Regions from separate parts of the Mus musculus genome. Here region 2 is linked to region 1. A link is a contact called in public Hi-C data. All regions are on one chromosome and are shown on one strand. Each heading gives the region's core, a stretch centred on a gene start, on an enhancer-like site or on the middle of the called end of the contact. The rest is flanking DNA. Distances are from core to core; before and after follow the strand shown.

Region 1 (6,417 bases), core at 1,492-3,991:
AGGTAACAAGGGCATGGTGGAGACAGCCACAGCATCATCCCTGTTTGCTTTATGGGAAACATCACTGAAGATTGGTTATGTGTTTCAGGGACACTGAGGTAGACGGCACTGGAGTGGAACCAGAAGAGGAAAAAGATGGGAGAAATAGCTAAGGGGAATGACTATCTGCATGTTAGACATTTGTGCCTTATCGTGATTATCTGTGAAAGGTGACCAAGAAGGCATTGCGGGTAAATAGTTCAGGCCCTGTGGGTGAGTGAGAAGGGTGCTGGCTCTGGAAAGTATTTGCAGGATTAAGATACTAACTTCAATTAAGTGACTGGGAAGAATGGGAGCCCTGAGTTCCCACAGTCTGCTTTCTGTAAAACAACGTTGCCAAACACATGTTTACCACCATTACAACAGAACGAATCTAAAATGAAGGCATATCTGGGTTTCCAGGCTTGCTCACTGTTTCACTCTTCCCGTTCTTGTCCTTCCAGGAAAGCCTGCTGGTTTAGCTTCCAACCTGTTTCTGTAAAACTGGCGCTCAAGTTGTGTGAACAGTTGTGGCAAGCACAAGACAGTTGGCAGGGTGGGGGCGAGTGACAGTGGGTGGGTGAGCAGATTAAAGAAGAAATGACTAGAGAGATAACGGAGTGTGTGAAGGAGAATGCAGCCCTCCTTTTGTCAATTACTATATCCCTGCTTCTCATCACAGCTGTTGAAAGTTACATTCATGAGCAAGATCATATAAGTGACTTGGACATGGGAGCTGAGCAGTATACAGTGTGAACGCAACCTCTAACTGTAGATTTTCAAGATCCCTAACTGTAGATTTTCCATCTGTGTTATATACGGTTAAGCACTGGTGTGAAGTTTAAACTAGATGGCATTGTCTAGCAGAGTATAGATGCTCAGTAAATAGTCTCTCCCCGCCCCCATTCCCATTGCCTCACCCCATTCTTCATCCCACCCATGGAACACTAAAGAAATAAACCTACAGTGTATTAAAATTTGTGTTTGGAGGATGAGAAAATACGCGGTGGTGACAGAAGCATACAGAGGAGAGTCATAACCCAAAGCAAGCCTGAATCCATCTCCCTTTTAATTAATCCACTTATTTTTCTGTAGACTTACAGTTCTCTGGTTCCTAAAAGCTACAGAAATGTTTATCAGGACAGCATCCCTAACTGCTTTTTCAACACTATGAACCGGAAGACTTGGAACAGGAAGAACGAGGGCATCATCCAGAGTTATCAAGCCACATCCTGGAATGACAGGGCCCCCTTGTTTTTCTACCCAGACATGCTGGGAACCTCCAACGAAAGTCTGGGAAAGCAGAGAACTGGGAAAGCAAAGGATACTCGCTTGTTTTCTTGGTAAACACGAGACAATGCCCTTTAGGTGTTAGATCTCAACTGCAGGGAAAGCTGACCAGCCAGCACGGATCCCACCAGTCCCCAGGTATTTACCGCGCAGCAGACAACTTTCAGCACCCCGGACAGCGGCACACCATCCCAACTCTAGCCAGCTCTTCAACCTGTCCCCAGCTCTCAGAGGCAGATTATCCCTGCAACCCTTAGTTACTCTGGCCAGTTACTGCCTCTGCCACGCAGGCGAACATCCTTTGAGTCTCTCAACTCAAGCTCTCAATGAACCGAGTTTCGCACACGTAGCGGAATCACTATCAAGAAGAGACGACAGCCTGTGCTGCTTCCACCTTCCCTCATCTTTCTTCTGTAAGTCATTTGACAGCTTCTACCTTACAGTTTGATCATGATGTAAAATGCACACTTGGCGGGGGAGGAGGGTGACTCAGTGGAGACAGAAGGCTTGGGGCCACGCCACCCTACTCTGGCCCTCAGAATTTGTGGGAAACTGAGATGTGTTTTGGGGCTGGGAAAAAGGCCCCAAAGAGGCGAAGCAGTGCGTGCGAGAGTCCTCTCGAGAGCCGCGGGCTCCGGGCAGGAACCTACCCAGATAGCTCTCCCGTCACATCCTCCTCACTGCACGGTCTCCCGCTTGGCCGGGGACAGATGGTCCTCGTGGCGCACCAGCCTAGTCGGGGCGCAGGGCTCCATTGGAGTCCCTTTGAAGAGTTTTGCTCTGGTTAAAGGACAGATTCATGTCCCCGCCTTCCTCTGGGACTGCGGCCCGGAAAACACCTCTCCTTTTTCCAAGGGCTCAATCCCAGGCCAAGAGCCCAGTTGCCCCCGTCAGGTGCGTGGATAGGCTTGGAGGACAGGACGGGCCCCGCGACTGCGGAGACCTGGGAGGCCCACACTGTCATCCCCAGCATCTTAGCCTCTCGCTCCCGCCGCAGCGGAGGCTGCGCCAGCCCGCGCTCCGCCTGCCGGCTCCCGCGAGTCCCCTCATCGAGGATGCTACCGGGGGACCCATTCCCAGTGGAAGCCCGCGCGACCCTGACCTCGCTCCTTGGTCTTTCCAGAGATCCCCTTCCCGTAGGTCGCCCTCAACCTCCGCGCCATGTTCCCGCTTCCACCCTGCAGGTGTCTGGGGCTCCCTGGTTCATCTTAGTCTCCGGGGTCCAGCTGGGAAGCCCGGGGCCGCGCTGGGGGCACAGACTGTGGTGAAGAGGGCATCCACTCACCAGAGGGGCTGGAGGTGATGGCCTGAACTGGATGCTAATGTCCGGCGGTCTGCACTTAGAGCTGAGATGAGGGCGGTGGTAGTGATAAAGGAAGGCAGGAGACAGCGGACGTTGCTGAATCGCTCTTCAATTATTCAGATTGAAACCCCTCCGCACCCCTCCCGCGCCTGCCAGTTTGCTCTCCAGCTTGCCTATCTCCGCCTCCTTGTAATCACGTGGCTAACCCAGCCCTTTCCATTACCGAGTCCTAGCACCACTCCCGCCGCCCCTTCCCGCACCCCCCCGCCCCCCCACCCCGCCCCCCGGGTCTGTCACTCACTACACCTCACCCGCCTTCCAGGTGCGGCCTCCAGCCTCTGCTACCTTTCTGGTGCTTGGAGCAGAGGAGCCCGGGCAGTTCTATGCTCTGGGAAGGCAGGGTGGGGTAGGACTCTGCAGTGTCGCTGTACTGTTTGGGCTGGCTTCTGCCAACAGCTCCACCTCTCCTGGATTCAGCTACCCAGCCAGGCCTGCTTCCTGCTCGCTGGAAGCTACCCCACTACCTCCTTGAGGTGGTCTTGGTACTCTTAACTTTTCCCCCTCCACCTCACTGTCACTGTAAACAAGGGATGGGGAGGTTAGTCTCTCTCTCAGCTCTCAAAGAAGACAAGACCAAAAGCTCAAATAGATCCAGCTTAGTTTAGAGTCCACAACATTTCATGGATTTGAGGTTTCTGAAGATCTACAAGGATTTTCAATCTATGACTTGTAGCATTTAACGTCTTGCTTTTTCTTCCCTTGTCTGTGAAATGAACATCTCCTAGGACTGTAGAGAGAGTTGACATGCTCTTGAAGTTGCCTAACTCAGTGCTAGACACACGCAGAGATCGGTAAGTGAGAGTCTTTCTCTTGCCTCTATTAAAATAATAATACATTTCAGAAAACAAGAAGCATGTTATTTATGTATGTGTTAGTGGAATGGAGCTGATGCCATGTAAACCTCTTCTATGAGAAATAAAAGTTACTAAGTTTGTTGTGTTCAGGGAGATTACTGGCTGGCTGCTGTCTTTTCACGTAGGGCAAGTTCACATCTAAGTACGTCCAATCATGGCCCGGACAGTCCTGGTACATTCACCATTCATGCTCAACACTCCCTTGAGCCTACAGGAGCCTTGGTGAGCCATCACTATGACTTAAGCCTTTAACTAGTTGTTCATAGTATTTCTGACTTCTTTGGATGCCCACAAAGCTGTGAGATGTTGCAGAAAAAGGGTAAGGTTAAAGAGTCAGAATTTGGGATGTTGAAGCAGGCTGTTCAGGGGACACATGTAATCCTTGACTGATCGCCTGAGGCCTCGGAGTTTTATCTTAAAAATGGGCAGAGAATGTCTACTCTCTGAGACAGTTTTGTTGTTCAGATGAACTAATCGTTAGCCTATGAGAAGCTATAGTGGTAAAGCATAAACAAATACATAATAAACCTGTGGCCAGCAGGAGGTGTTGCCCGTGTTAGTCCAGGTATATTACGGGTTTAGGAGAGGGAAGCTGGGGTTTGTTAGGGGACAGCTACTGAGAAATCCCCAAGTTTACAAGTGTACCTGAAACTCAAGGGCTATGCAGGTCTCAGAGATTAGTGCCACACTCCTCTGAGATGGATCTTTTAAAATTAATCTCTCCTCATCCAGGACCATCTTTTGGATGCCAGGCAGAATCTCAGCAGTGGATATTTACGAATTGGTGTAATTTTGTGCCGTATTTCAGCATAACAGGGTTTAGGTTGGTAATCTAAAAAAACAGATGGGGGAGGGCTGGAGAGGTGGTTCAGAGATTAAGAGCACTGACTGCTCTTCTGAAGGTCCTGAGTTCAAATCTCAGCAACCACATGGTGGCTCACAACCATCTGTAATGAGATCTGATCTCCCTCTTCTGGGGTGTCTGAAGACAGCTACAGTGTACTTACATATAATAAATTAATTAATTAAAAAAGAAAGATCAGTCAGTTCCAAACCCCAAACATTCCTAGTCCAAGAGCAGGAATAGACCTTCGCTGATATTGGAAAAGTGATAACTGTTTTCTAATCCACTGCTAACAAACCCAGCACAACCCTGACACAAACCAGAGAATCTGCTACCCTTAAGCAAATTCCAACCCCAAGTCCTGGCACACTTCCTTAATAAGCTTTAGATATCTATCTAGGCCTTCCATATTTTTTAGGGAAACCATTGATCCAGGAGCCATCAATGTTCCTGCACATGCTACTTTAAAATTTGTCTAGGTGAAGTGCTGCCTCTGACACCCTACCTGTACTGGTTGGTTGTATGTGTCAACTTGACACAGCTGGAGTTATCACAGAGAAAGAAGCTTCAGATGAGGAAATGCCTCCATGAGATCCAGCTGCAAGGCATTTTCTCAATTAGTGATCAAGGGGGAAAGGCCCCTTGTGGGTGGGACCATCTCTGGGCTGGTAGTCTTGGTTCTATAAGAGAGCAGGCTGTGCAAGCCAGGGGAAGCAAGCCAGTAAGGAACATCCCTCCATGGCCTCTGCATCAGCTCCTGCTTTCTGACCTGCTTGAGTTCCAGTAATGACTTCCTTGGTGATGAACAGCAGTATGGAAGTGTAAGCTGAATAAACCCTTTCCTCTCCAACCTGCTTCTTGGTCCTGATGTTTGTGCAGGAATAGAAACCCGGACTAAGACACTACCCATCCCTGCAATGCTATCAGGAAACACATAGAAGAATAAGCATGGGGTCACTTAATTTGACCTTAAACATTAATGCCTTTATGAGCAATTAGATGGGTAAGTATGCATTTTAGAAGATTTGAGATGCCTTTACAGTAATCATGTAGGACTCTGATTAGGGCCAAATCAGTTCTGAATGCCCAAGATAGCTTTACCCAGCAAAGGGCAGGAGAGGGAAACTAAGGGCCAGATCTTGCACAGATTGCAACTCAAAGTCACACTTTAACATGATTTCTTGATAAGGTCCCTCTCACCTCCTTCTTTAATGAAAAGTTCCTGGTGAATACCAACCTTATCAGAAGCCCCTGACATTATTGGAAAGGAAATAGTGCCAAATATTTAGAGCCATGCATGACAGTAAGGATCAGTATACTTCACACTATCAAACTAATAAACGGTGATATTTTTAATTAAATCTGGACAGGTCACATATTATTATTTATTAGTTTCCTTGTCCCAGCAAATGGACTATGTAGAAATATTGATTAACTTGTTGAATACATATTTGAGATACTCAGGATGTTGCCATCAATAATGCAGAGCAGATTGCTGATCTCTGGTGTTGAAGCTGTGGAGATCAGTACCCTGATGAGAATAGGGTCCTGGGGGCCCTCTTCAGCTTAATGATGGAGAATGGATACACACAAATATGAGCAAAGAACATCTTACCCTTTTGCTAGGACTGTTTATCTGCAGGGCCATCAATGACATCCCTCTGATTGAACTACTTTAATGAATGATAGCTCGACTAGGGAGGGATTGGCCGGAGGCTTTAAGACAATGATTTGATATTGTCTCCTGGTTCATGAAGGTGAATGTCTTAAGCTTTTGTTTTTGTTTTCCCCTAGAAGATTTCCAAGCTCGATGGTGGTCTTATCTCTTGCCTCTGACAGATTCAAAGACTAAGAAGTCCAAGGCACTATATCGCCCTGGCCAGACAGAGGCTGATGTGGAGCCCTTTGGCGGGTAGCAGTGCTTCTGGGTTGAGGAAGATAAAAAGGAAGGCACGGTTGAAACTCAACATATGTCAGGTCACCTTGAAGGTGTGCTAAAAAAATAACCCTGGCCTGAAGAGAAAGCTCAGCTCCTCACGTGCCTGCTA
Region 2 (6,417 bases), core at 2,878-5,377, 64 kb after region 1:
GCCAGACAAGCTTTCCATAATTGATGAGTCTGACTCTTAGCAGCCAATGTTAATTTGCCATGTAAGAGGAAACCCTGGCTCAGAGATTCCACGTGTTCCCTTAAACAGAAGCTTGTAACAGGCACACGCTTGAAAAAAAAAAAAAACCCACTCATTGGCAGTCAGAGGCCAGCCCTCAGCTCAACACTATTTAAAAGATGCCACTTTGTCTCCTTCCACTCACAGTTTCAACTAAGTAAATTGCTAAGGAATTGGGATGTGGTTTGGTAGTGAAAACAGAAGTCTCCATTAATCTTAGCAGGTAAGGCATATATGAGCGCGCTACCTTAGTGAGGCCGTCTTGGGAGTCTGAAGTAACTATGGCTTGTCTGGTCACCAAGAGCTCCCCAGTGTTTAAATGGCATCATTCTTGGTACCAGGAATTATTGATTTTCTGAGATACATAGCCTGTCACTTAGTTGTACGGACGCAAAATTTTAAAGCTCTTTACCTGAGAGCTGGCTGTTCCTTCCCACTTGCTCTGGGAGAATGAGTTCAAGGTCAGAAGCACTTTTATAAAGCCCAAATTACCCAAGTCAACAGTGACAAGGAATGTCTAGGCTATTTCCCAGGTTTGTCTCATAGTTCCTACTTTAGGCTTTTTCTCTAAGGAAATGTTCAGAATGTGGCCAAACATCTGTATGCAAATTGTGTTTGTGTATGGGAATAACAACGCATTCAATTCAATATATATCAAGTATTTGATGCAAAAGGGAATATTGTTTTACTACAGATTAATTAAAGATTCTGAAATCCAACAGGAAGTACATTAATTAGAGCCAATTCACAAAGAAGACAGACTAAATGAAAAGGCCTGCATCTGTGGTAGTTTGAATAAGAATGGCCCTGAAGGATCATTTATTTAAATGTATATTTTATCAGAGAGTAGAACTGTTTGGGAAGGATTAGGAGGTATGGCCTCTTTGGAAGAAGTGTGTCACTAAGAGTGAGCTTTGAGATTTCAAAAACCCACACCAGGTCCAATGTCTCACTCTCTCATCTGCAGCCTGTGGAATATAATGTAATGTTCTCAGCTACTTTCCAATGCTGTTCTTATCTGCTTCTAGCCTTAATGATCATGGACTTACTCTCTAAAACTATAAGCAAGTCCACAATTAAATACCTTCTTTTGTAAGAGTTGCTTTGGTCATGGTGTCTCTTCACAGTGATTAAGACAGTATCCAATATCATGGGAGTGATGTCCTTGCTATTACTAAGGCACACTCACTGTTGGCAAACCTAGAAGTCTGCAGGGAGAAATAAGGGACCAAGAGATGCTATATTGACAAGCTGGTGTCTTATCACTCTGCCCAATTAGACCTGGGATTTCTCCTTATAATGGTGTTGGTCTTGATTTGACTTCAGAGAAGACAGTCTTGGTTTGACAAGCTGGCTGACCTTAGTTTGGTGAATATAGTTTCTTTCTGTTTGCACAAGAAAGTCTTCGGAATAAGACATGAGAAAACTCTGTCAATTATACACAGGCAGAATGGAAATGATGTTAGCTGGGACAAGGAAGGCCTGATTCATTATGGGTATGAACTGAAAGAATTTTAGTTTTTTTTTTTTTAGGAGGTGGAAGTTTAGCCTAAGTTATCAAGTTGAGTAGTTATCAAGGAGGCAGAGAAACTGATATTTACAAAATTTTCTCAGAATTGGTTGGGATTGCAATGTTGGGCCACAGAACAAAGAACCAAAAAATAGAACTCCAGACCCAGCACCAGATCAGGTCTTGATCACAGAAGACTCATATGGGTAAGAACGAAGTTGGTTGTACCCAGAATGTAGGATGTTTTGGGTAACAGTTATGATAGCTCACCAAATGGTGTTCAGAGGGACGCTGTGTTTGTGCATCACAGATAGAGAAATGGAAGTGTGACATGGAGCCTCTGCTGTGTTGGGTCCTGTGTGACCCAGATGGCAGAGAACTATGGCTGGATTTCTCCTTATGAGTCAGCAAAAGCTGCATGGGATCTGAGCTCCCCCATGCCTTTGCTTTTCTGTCCTTTAAAGATTCAGAGTTGGCCAGGGAAAGTATTTACAAGTATGTTCTGGCCAAGGTGTGCCCTCAGTCACTGGAGACACCTTGAGAAATGAAGACCAGTCTGCAGCTGACTCATTCTCAAGCCCTGCATGGGGTCATGTTGGCACCAACCATGGCTGAGCCCATCAATACCTCAGGCTGCTATCAGACCTCTCTGATTAAGAAGCAAGGTGCCCCAGCATACACTCTCGTGATTGTACAGTGCTTTGGGGTAAGGCTATGCTTTTGTTGGAATTAACATGCCATTAAGGGATACGGCCACTTTGAGAAGGTGTACTCTGTGGGGTTAGAGCTAATATGGGCACATGTACTCTGAAGCTAGGGCTAACTGGGTCAGCCACACTAGCTGGCCAGCAAGCCTCGGGGTTCTCTCTCCATTCTGAGAGCTGCCTTCTTAGAGGTGCTTATGAAGCTCAGGAAGCCATGGACCCTAGTCCTCTATAGACAGACAGTAACTCTGTTCCTGATAGCTGCTATCTGCTGTGCTGGGTAACCTTGATGACGTCATCATGCACATGCAAGGGGCGCCCTGAAATGAAGCTCACAGAATGGAATTTTCAGGTCAGACTGAATCGGGAGACAGTATAAGCCTTAGAGAAAGTATTTGCCTTTTTTGGACCCTGTTTTATTATTTGTAAATTAGAGGGTCTGCCTTGGGTGCCCTGTAAGCTTTTTTCATCTTGGGGGTCCCTGAGAATCAGAACCTTCTGTTTTCAAGGACTTTCGTAAAAATGGTGACCCGGACCTTGTGATTTGCCCATATTCACAATGTCCCTGAGCCTAGGCCATCACAGCCAGCTAGGAGCCAAAACTAGTTCTGTGCAGAACCAATAGAGCAAAACTCGAAGAGACAAGGCCAAGGGCCAGGCATGATCTCATTTGTCCTCAAGTGGCATCTTTGTTGTTTTGGCCTCTTTAAAGGTAGCTGCTTTGCAGGTTCCATGGTAGGGGAATGTGACTGTGTTTTTCCTTTATTTACAGAACTGAGGAAAGTGGAGGGATGCATGCTCTTAAGGTAGACACGGGGAGGAATTAGAACCCTGGGGGATGAGGATATTAATGGGACGTTCAGCAGATTGACAAGCACCCACTGCATGTTTTATTGGTACGATGAATAAAACCAAGGTGATTTGAAGATTTTTGCCTTTTTCAAATGTAGAAATTATGTGGCAATTAGGGTTAATCTGAGAATAACTCCAACCATGGGTCAAGACTTGGTCATGTAAGACCTGATATTCTCTGCTATTGTTGATCATATTTGGGGGTCATATTTTACCTGTGACAGACCATGGAGATAATTAAAATCTCACTTGTTCCAAGATGAGGAAATGAAAAACAGAAATGGAGAGAAAGGGATCTGGAAAAAATCTCTGCAGAATTTTTATCCAGCATGCACAGTGCCTGGATTTGATATCCAGCAACATATAAAACTGGGCATGGTAGTGCACACCTATAATCCTAGCATTCGGGAGGTGGAAGCTGGGAAATTCAAAGTTCAAAGTTATTCTTGGCTATATAATGAATTTGAGGCCAACCTGGGGTACATGAGACTGTGTCTTGATCTTTTAAATTAATGATAAAAAAATGGAAGAATGATACATTCATCTAGACCTAGGTACTGGATGTGGTCTTGAAGTGATTGGAGCAGTAGACTGGGCATTAGAGCAGGTGGAAGGAAACATCCGAGTCTTCAGTTCCCAGTAGCACTCTCGGGGGTCCAGCAGCACAAAGATGGAGGGGTTAGTCAGGATCACTGGCAGGCAAATGTCCAGGCAGACAGATTCAGGAACCTCTGATGAAGTGAAAAAAATTGGTGAGGGATCTAATCTTAGAAGACCTGAGTGTCCCTAGGCAGGTTGCTGAGACAGACTTAGGCATAAGTAAGGACAGAGGCACTCAGTAGGGACAAGGCAGTCATGCAGCTGTCAGAACTGAGTCAGAGCAGAGGTGATTTGATTTCAAGCAGCACATCCCTTATCATCATTTTTGGCTCTAGGGACTTGGCTCTTAAACTTGTTGGCCAGAACCTACTCCAGAGCAGGGAGAAGGGAAGTGGAACTCCTACATGAATTAGATTATTACCTCCTACATAAATTCCTCTCAGGCCCTTCCCTACTCCCCCTGAAGCCCCATCAGCATCCTTGTTCAGGACCCCATGTGTTCTAGGACTCAGTCAAAAGTCTTAAATCATCCCTGTCCGACCATTCTTCACTGGCAGCCTTATGGACCATATCCCAAGCTCATTGAATTTTCTGGCTACAGTGGTCTGGGTCTTCCTACATCAATTAGTGTAATCAAGACAAATGGTTGGACCTGGAGGGCATCATCCTGAGTGAGGTAACACAATCACAAAAGAACTCAAATTATATGTACTCACTGATAAGTGGATATTAGCCCAGAAACAGTATACCCAAGATATAAAAGACAATTTGTAAAACACATGAAACTGAAGAAGAATGAAGACTAAAGTGTGGACACTTTGCCCCTTCTTAGAATTGGAAACAATCACCCATGGAAGGAGTTACAGAGACAAAGTTTGGAGCTGAGATGAAAGGATGGACCATCTAGAGACTGCCATATCCAGGGATCCATCCCATAATTAGCCTCCAAACGATGACACCTTTGCATACACTAGCAAGCGTTTGCTGAAAGGACACTGATATAGCTGTCTCTTGTGAGACTAGGCAGGGGCCTAGCAAACACATAAGTGGATGCTCACAGTCAGCTATTGGATGGATCACAGGGCTCCCAATAGAGGAGCTAGAGAAAGTATCCAAGGAGCTAAAGAGATCTGCAACCCTGTAGGTGCAACAACATTATGAACTAACCAGTACCCCGGAGCTCTTGACTCTAGCTGCATATGTATCAAAAGATGGCCTAGTCGGCCATCACTGGAAAGAGAGGCCCATTGGACATGCAAACTTTATATTCCCTAGTACAGGGGAACACCAGGGCCAAAAAGTGGGAATGGGTGGGTAGGGGAGTGGGGGGGGGAGGGCATGGGGGGACTTTGGGGATAGCATTGGAAATGTAATTGAGAAAAATACGTAATAAAAAAATATTAAAAAAAAAGACAATTTCCATGGTGGCCAAGTATACTCTGATATGTTTAATAGGCACCTCAGTCATTTGTTGCCCTGGGTTTGAGATCTAACAAGTCTGAGTTACCACATTCAGTTAATTAGTCTTTTCCTTGTCAATTTAACTCAAGTAGAGCTTTCAGGAAATTGTGACACAGCATCTCAGCATACACAAGTGTGCTTGTCACTTCTATACACACGCCCACCTCAGTGCCTGATTCACCTGCCCAGCCACAAATCACCCTCTGATACCAGATTTCCTCATCATCTATTTCTATGGCAAACAGGCGAACTGTCATCCTGAGTCTCCTATACAAGCAGGAACATCCACTCCTCTGCCTTCCTGGGACTAGAGAGCGGGATGGAAGCTGAGGGCAATTTGGAACCTGATTGAGATCTGACAGCAACCTGTCACTGCTGATGGCATACAAGCTAGCAGGCCCTAGGTGCCCTCCCTACCATGGCCCTCAAGTGGCAGTACTACATGCTCCCAGCAATCTTAAGAGGTTAGCATCCTGAGTGAGGATAATGAATTCACACCAGGCTTCCTGTGAGTCAGCCACTGTCCCAAATACCTCACTCAGCTGCTGTCATCCTTGAAGCAGCCATGTGAGGTTGTTAGTCTTACTGTTTCCATTTAGCAAACGAAGAAACTGAGGCAGAGAAACCCGTGCCTCCTGTGAGGTCATACTGAGTGAGTCACCACCACAAGCTCTTCAGACTTCACTTGACTCCCAATGTTTTAATTTCAACCGGAGATGGTGGCTCTATTCTTCTGTTCCCTACTCTGACCTCATCCAGAAGCCTGCCTAATGTCCACTAGAGGCAAAACAGTTGCCTGCTGACTCTTCTCTGTCATTGTAGCCCATTCAACCTTGAGTAGGCTAGAGTGCACACATCCTTGCCCCTTCACATGAGGTGATGTTGACATTGTGCTCTGCTGCCTACGTAACTATTAGGTAGACAGAGGTCAGAAGTTTGGGGCAATGTGGGCTCAAGACAGATGAGTTCATGGCTGTAAGTCCAAAGAACTTCATTTTCCTGTATTCTGCCGGACACAGACTGGGCCAGATAACCAATGTTATTAAAGGAGAAGCAAGGTACCCAGACCATGAGTCTGACAAACTGAAATTGGTGAGTACAAAAGCTAGGAGATGGGGTGCATATATGCCTATGGTGCCAGGATTTATGTGTAAAAAATGTGTTGTGCTTTAGTCTCTGTAGTAGGTAAACAGGGAAGAGAACCTGAGGCCA

What was found. Hi-C and Micro-C count contacts between places; a contact is called where the count stands out from the background.
Region 2: a Hi-C map of the N1E-115 cell line shows a contact between it and region 1, with 1.6 times the contacts expected there. The contact joins the enhancer-like site here to the promoter of Slc7a14 in region 1. A contact is called at or near these places in 3 of 39 promoter capture datasets (the 3T3-L1 cell line and embryonic stem cells), 2 of 484 Hi-C or Micro-C datasets (the N1E-115 cell line and nephron progenitors), 1 of 115 datasets of contacts at active chromatin or transcription factors (embryonic stem cells) and 1 of 9 other capture datasets (liver).

Annotation. Positions count from the first base shown.
Region 1 is chr3:31,307,578-31,313,994 of GRCm38.p6, forward strand. It overlaps Slc7a14 (solute carrier family 7 (cationic amino acid transporter, y+ system), member 14), which reads right to left and starts at 2,742. Exons shown (of 8, transcript NM_172861.3): 1 at 2,594-2,742. It overlaps Gm15496 (a long non-coding RNA gene), which reads left to right. Exons shown (of 3, transcript XR_880740.3): 1 at 1-1,721; 2 at 3,397-3,462; 3 at 6,164-6,417.
Region 2 is chr3:31,370,179-31,376,595 of GRCm38.p6, forward strand. No RefSeq gene overlaps it. Among named protein-coding and RNA genes, the nearest start is that of Slc7a14, 63 kb to the left of the region's middle. Within about 2 kb of position 4,128, at least 5 of the 459 cell types and tissues checked have an H3K27ac peak or open chromatin away from gene starts, as enhancers often do. A contact at or near this core is called in the N1E-115 cell line, where this site is marked.